2 separate regions of the Mus musculus genome follow, and region 2 is linked to region 1. A link is a contact called in public Hi-C data. All regions are on one chromosome and are shown on one strand. Each heading gives the region's core, a stretch centred on a gene start, on an enhancer-like site or on the middle of the called end of the contact. The rest is flanking DNA. Distances are from core to core; before and after follow the strand shown. Region 1 holds the start of Taf8 (TATA-box binding protein associated factor 8). Region 2 holds the start of Ubxn6 (UBX domain protein 6).

The links. A called contact is a pair of places that touch in the nucleus more often than the background predicts.
Region 2: a contact with region 1 is called in a Hi-C map of CD4 T cells, with 7 times the contacts expected there. The contact joins the promoter of Ubxn6 here to the promoter of Taf8 in region 1. A contact is called at or near these places in 1 of 39 promoter capture datasets (cranial neural crest) and 1 of 484 Hi-C or Micro-C datasets (CD4 T cells).

What each region holds. Positions count from the first base shown.
Region 1 is chr17:47,499,887-47,503,576 of GRCm38.p6, forward strand. It overlaps Taf8 (TATA-box binding protein associated factor 8), which reads right to left and starts at 2,405. Exons shown (of 9, transcript NM_022015.4): 1 at 2,345-2,405; 2 at 1,398-1,554. The coding sequence starts at 2,383.
Region 2 is chr17:56,073,373-56,076,675 of GRCm38.p6, forward strand. It overlaps Ubxn6 (UBX domain protein 6), which reads right to left and starts at 1,654. Exons shown (of 11, transcript NM_001379361.1): 1 at 1,464-1,654. The coding sequence starts at 1,546.

The DNA.
Region 1 (3,690 bases), core at 1,155-3,654:
TTTTTTTTTAAGATTTATTTATTGATTATATGTAAGTACACTGTAGCTGTCTTCAGACACTCTAGAAGAGGGAGTCAGATCTTGTTGGGGATGGTTGTGAGCCACCATGTGGTTGCTGGGATTTGAACTCTGGACCTTCGGAAGAGCAGTCGGGTGCTCTTACCCACTGAGCCATCTCGCCAGCCCCGAAATCTATATTCTTTAAATCTAAATTCTTTAAATGGAATGAAATCTATGACTCTGAAATACTATGTATATGAAATAAGCCAGGCACAAGAAGGACAAATATTTTCAGATTCCACTTATCTGAAGAACAAAGAAAAAATAAATAAATACAAAGCAAAAGTCGAGCTTGTGAAATGGCTCGGCAGTATGCTTGCCGCCAATGACCTAAGCTTCATTTCTGAGACTCATACAGTAGGAGGAAACTGATTCCCACAGGTTATCCTCTGATGTCCATCCATGTGCTACGGCATGCATGCAGTCCCTACCACACACACACACAAGGAAAGAAGAGTCATTTTTAAAGAGATATGTTGGGCTGGAGAGATGGCTCAGTGGGGAGAGCACTGACTGCTCTTCCAGAGGTCCTGAGTTCAATTCCCAACAACCACATGGTGGCTCACAACCATCTGTAATGAGATCCGATGCCTGATGTAATTGTTAGATTCGGGGCTCACCACCTCAGTCTGCTAACCTAGGTCTAGTCCTGGAAGCCTCCAGCACCCATACAATCTTATCTGGGTCTAGAATGCTTTCAGCCTCTGAGACTTACTGCTGATGTCTGAACACAGTTACATTATATTCATATACATAAAATGAATAAGTAAATTGAGAGAGAGAGATTGATTGATTGATTGATTGATTAGGCTGGGTGGTGGTGGCACGTGCCTTTGATCCCAGCACTCAGGAGGCAGAGGCAGATGGATCTATGAGTTCAAAGCCAGCCTGATCTACAGAGTGAGTTCCAGGAGAGCCAGGGGTACACAGAGAAACCCTGTCTTGAAAAACCAAAGCGGGGAAGGGTTATATTAAAAAACAAAAACAAATTCAAAGACAGAAAGGAGACGTTCTTGGGGCTGTGGAGAAGACCGAATCCAGTGTTGTTCAGGGATACAGGGCTTTGGACATGGATAACGCTGAGAGTTGTGTAACACTTAATGCCACTTAATGCCGCTGCAGACGACTGAAATGACAAGGTTGCTATTTGTGTCTCTCCCACATGTATAAGCATCGAAACAGTCTCATTCTACAATGGACATGTGTGTTTCTTCTGCCTGAAGCTGAGTCTCTAACAGTCTTCCAAGAGAAGGGGAGAGAGAATCTGGGATGGAGTTCACGGAGCTGGGGGGGGGTCTGTAAAGGAAACAGCGGGCCTAGTGTTTCTTGGTACTCACAGCTCTGCAGCATCTCTGTCAGTGTCTCCACAGACGCTTTCTCGGCACTCTCAAATCCCGCCTCTGTCAGCAAGGAGCTCACAACCACTTGCAGGGTCCTCCTCCGGGCCAGATGGTAGTTATCAGCAGGGTTAGTGGATTGCTTACTTCCCGGTCTCTGGAAATCAGAAGCCCAGAGTGAGACTTTGAACCACTAGATGTGTGTGTTTTGCGCGCGTGTGTGTGTTCCTGCGAGTGCAGGTGCCGCGCTGGCCCGGATTCCGTGAAGCAGGAGTTACAGGTGATTGTGAGCCACTCCACCAAACTCAGGTCCTCTGAAAGACCAGCAAGTCCGTCTTAACCACTAAACCATCTCTCCAGCCCCATTCACTTCTTTCTGGAGCAAAGTTACAGGAGCGGGTCTGTGGTGGGCACGCCTTTATTCCCAGCACCCGGGAGGCAGAGGCAGGCGCGAGAGGAGGCAGGAAGAGAGAGGGAAAAGCAAAGGAAGAATATATACACGAATGATGGTACTGAGCGAATAAATCTACTATCTTCTTGTCCCATCACACCATTTCAGTAACCAGGAAAATTAAACCAGCTACCACCACAGGATGCAGAGGAGAGCTAGGCATCACCGCAGAGAAAGGCAGAGCAAGTAAATATTTTACGAAGTTCCAACTTCGGCCGGCCAGTAAGAGGATAAAAACAGCCTCTTCAGACCAATCAGAAGGAGTTCCGGGTTCCCACCTCAACAAGGAACAAGCCAATCAAGTCTCAGATGCAGCAATTCAGGAGGCCGCTGCCAAAAGCCAAGCAGCGGGGACCGCCTACGGCCAGAGATACTCTCCAGCCCCGGGTCTCAGAGCGGGCCTGGGCTTCTCGGTTCGAGACCGTGGCCCAAACCGTGGGAGAGATCCAGAAGACCCAAACTCTTTCGGCTTCACGCCGCGCCTCTCCACCCTTACCGTTCCGGAGCCACCAGGCCCGGCCGCCGTGTCAGCCATCTTGCTCTTGCGTAGTGTGCGTGAGCGCGGGGCACGATGGGACTTGTAGTTGCGGGGTGGGAGGTGGAGAAGGGCGGGGCCGCGGGTGCCCCGCCTTATAGAAAAGCTCTACGAACACGTGTGAGTCTGGGGTGGGGGTGGAGGGAGCTCGGGATAGCCCAAGCTCACGTGGCGTTGTGTGACCCAAGCTTTCTTGGACACTTAAGTCAGTAGCTGTAGCAATTGATCTGGAAGACGCACTGTGAGATGCACTGAGTTAAAAGAAACATATTTTGTCCAGGAGCCTGCCGTCTGTAATCCTAGCACTTTGGAGCTGAGACCAGAGGATCTAGAGTTCCAGGCTAGCGTGGGCTATGCAATGAATTAAAGGCCAGTTTAGGACTACATAAGGAGACCCTTTCCCTGAAAAGAAAAGAATAAAAATAAAAACAAAAACAAAGCCATTTGTATGAAGTAAGTTCTCAGAAATACACTAAGAATACAATTTGGGTCTGGAGAGATGGCTCAGCGGTTAAGAGCACTGATTGCTCTTCCAGAGGTCTTTAGTTCAATTCCCAGCAACCACGTGATGGCTCACAACCATCTACAATGAGAACTGGCGCCTTCGCAGGGCCTTGGTGGTGCACGACTTTAATCCCAGCACTTGGGAGGCAGAGGCAGGTGGAGTTCTGAGTTCGAGGCCAGCCTGGTCTACAGAGTGAGTTCCAGGACAGCCAGGGCTACAAAGAGAAAACCCTGTAAAAAAAAAAAAAAAGAAAAAGAAAAAGAAAAAGAAAAAGAGGGGCTGGTGAGATGGCTCAGCGGTTAGGAGCGCCGACTGCTCTTCCAAAGGTCCTGAGTTCAAATCCCAGCAACCACATGGTGGCTCACAACCATCCGTAATGAGATCTGATGCCCTCTTCTGGTGTGTCTGAAGACAGCTACAGTGTATATAATAAATAAATAAATATTTTAAAAAAAGAAAAAGAAATCTGGCGCCCTCTTCTGGTGTGTCTGAAGACAAGACCAATATACCCACATGTATGCAATAAATAAATATTTAAAAACAAAAAAACACTTTGGTTCTGCTTGCTCTTCCAGAGGTTCTGAGTTCTATTCCCAGCAGCCACATGGTGGCTTACAATTATCGGTAATGGGATCCAATGCCCTCTTCTGGTGTGTCTAAAGACAGCTACAGTGTGTGTATTCATATAATTGAAACAAATAAATCTCTTTTAAAAATACACTTTGGGGCAGAGAGGTGGCTCAGTAGTTAAGAACACATACTGGGCTGGAGAGATGGCTCAGTGGTCAATCAGAGCACTGAC
Region 2 (3,303 bases), core at 404-2,903, 8.6 Mb after region 1:
TCTTTAATCCCTAACAATGTAGGTAAGGTTAGTTTGTAGAAGGAAGAAGTCATGTTTGAAAGTGGCATCTAATTGAGTGGCAGACAGTGACGAATCAGAAAAATTTGACAGAATGAGTCAGGGATAGATTACACCCAACTCTGAGAACAGTCAGGAAAGAGAGGACTCAAAAGGCAGCACAGAGAGAGAGAGTTGAAAGCAGTTCAGCCTGCCAGTGCAGTTCAGAGGCAGGTTGCAGCGAGAGAATGAGAAGGAACCAGAAGATTAGAAGAGACTGCCAGACTTAGTTTGAGTCCAAGCAGAGCACTTCAGTGAGAAATTGAGAGAAGCCAAATTGAATTAGTCAGCTTGGTTAATTAGATTGTACAGATGCTAGAAGCTTCCTGGGATAGTTGTTAGAACATGGATAATGCTCTGAGCTCAGCCCAAGCAGTGTGTTGTGTTCACAGAGCATGGTTGCAGCTCTCATCACTTCATCTGAGGAAATAAAAGTGACATTTACTTTTATAGATCACACACAGATCACGGACACTGGACCATCCCCTCCAACTTCTGGCCTGAGGATCCTTTGAACCTCCATGTTCCTCTCATCATTGAAACTGCCCCACTATTTGTAGCTGTACCCTGGTGTGTTTACCTCCCTTCTAGCCCTGGCTTGCAGGCCCCTCCTTCTCCTCACATTCAGCCCCAGTCGCTGGTTGTCATTTTCCTCCACATATACTTCCTGCAGACTACTCCCTGGTAGCCTGTAGCTGTCTCCAATCTCTACTTCACCCCTTCTGAGCAGCTCCAACATGCCTTACCTCCCTCTCCAGAACACAAAGTTCTCCGGAAAGAACTCCAGGAAAGTACTCCTGGAAGACCCGGAGTTGCCAAGGCCCCCACAGAGATCCCATCTTCACCTGTCACCCCAACCACTCAACAACATTCTGGGTCTGGGCCTCTCTGGTTTCCACACTCCTCCAAGATCCTTCTATAATCCTCTCTCACTCCCCAACCCCTCCCAGATTACCACACAACCTACAAAGAAGTCTTAACATCTCTCACAGACCTTCTTCCCACACCTTCTCTTAGGTCCTTCCTACCCACATTTCGCCAAGGCCACACCTTTAGGCGGCTCTTCTCTTAGCTAAATTCTGGGCATTGCCCCGTCCCTTCTCACCACCCAGAACCAAGAGTCTCTAAGCAGTGACCAACGCGCCCTGGCCACGACCGCCCACGCCTACCCTTAGCGCCCCGCCCACCCGTGCTACACCACACAACTGCCCTCCCTTCTGCCCCGCCCACCACTGCTACAACGCCCCGCCCTCATTGTAGGCTCCGCCCCTGCCTTACAATCTTCCACACCCCACCCACCAATCTACTCCTGCTAAGCATAGCCTAGAAAGACCCTGACACCCAACCGCCGGCCCTTTTTGCCCCCTGGCCCTCGCCCTCTCCGTCGCCCAACCAGCGTCACATACCCTGCGGAATCCGTAAGCTTCTGGCCGGGCCCCGCGCTCTTGAACTTGATGTCAGCCTTGATTTCCTGGAAGAACTTCTTCATGGCGGCAGCGGCCCGGCGGCTTGGGCCGCAGGGCGGAGGGCGCAGGGCCCGGGTGGATGAGGAGCAGGCGGCCAACCACCGGAAAGAAAATATCGCGGCGACGGAAGTCCCGCCTGGTTCACGTGACAATCGCCTTGCAGCACCTCGCGCGGGCGGGGCGCCATCTTCCTGTCTGCGGACGCCGTTGCCGGGGCGACAGGCTCGCCTCCCTTAAGACCGCAGCAGCCACCAGGGGAGCTTAAAGAGAGCATCCAAACAGCGAGCAGCCTAGAAGAGTACCCAGAGCTACTGGAACCAGGGTGGATGTCAGGAGTTCAAGGCCAGTCCATACTACAGAGAAAATGAGTATGAATGTACTGTGCATGAGCCTGAAATCTGCTCTGGGAGAGACAAGCTAGAAGGAGCCGACAGAGAGATTGGTACAGGCAAGGTCAAAGCAGAGACCGCAGTTGGTACAGGGCTTGCTCAACATGTGCAAAGCTGAGTTTAATCTCCTCCAACACTTCCATCTCGTGTGGTGTGTACACACAACAAAAAGTTGGATGCTCTGGACTCAGGCTTTTTAGAACACTACTGTTCATGTGAAAAACAGCCATCATCTAGATCAGAATCACTGTGACTGTGCAAGAGACCCCCAAAATCATATACTTCACTGTTAATGGTCACTCATTAGAAAGAAGGGGGGAAGTGGGTCATTGGACACAAACTTGAGATTCCAGGAGCTCTTCTGCACCCCCTGTCTGTGTGCATGTAATTCTACCCTAATGCGCATGGCATTGTGGTCTTTGGATCATGTAACTGAAGTGCCTATGGGCAAGCTTTCGTCTGTGTTGGTGTGAAATTTGTCAGAGATAAAGCAGCTTTGTGGGCTACCCAGGCTGTTAATAATTTTATTAGTTTTGCCAACCATTAGATCCAAAAATGCACAAAGCTGAAGGATGGGACACCCTGGTGATTTCAAGGAAACAAGCCCCATGGCTGGAGGAGAGCAATGGAGGCATTTGATGAGAACTGTGGAAGACAGGTTTCCAAGAGCTACAGTGAAGAGAGGAGTGGAGCACCTTAAAGAAGGCAGCCAGGATGTGGGCTGGAGAGATGGCTCAGCGGATAAGATCTTCTAGAGGTCCTGAGTTCAATTCCCAGCAACCACATGATGACTCCCAATCATCTATAATGGGATGCAGTGCCCTCTTCTGGTTTGTCTGAAGGGAGCAACAGTGTACTCACATACAAATAATTTTTTTTAAGATTTGTTTATTTATTTATTTATTTATTTATTTATTTATTTATTTATTATATGTATGTACACTGTAGCTGTCTTCAGACACTCCAGAAGAGGGCATCAGATTTTTGTTAGGGATGATTGTGAGCCACCATGTGGTTGCTGGGATTTGAACTCAGGACCTTTGGAAGAGCAGTCAGTGCTCTTAACCGTTGAGCCATCTCACCAGCCCCAACAAACCTTTTTGTTGTTGTTGTTGTTGTTTTGAGAGACAGGGTTTCTCTGGATAGCCCTGGCTGTCCTGGAACTCATTTTGTAGACCAGGCTGGCCTCGAACTCAGAAATCCACCTGCCTCTGCCTCCCGAGTGCTGGGATTAAAGGCGTGCGCCACCATGCCCGCCAACAAATAAATCTTAAAAAAAAAAAAAAAGGCAGCCAGGAAATGTTTAATAAATGTTCCAGGGCTGGTGAGATGGCTCAGTGGGTAAAGAGCACTGACTGCTCTTCCAAAGGTCCTGAGTTCAAATCCCCCGG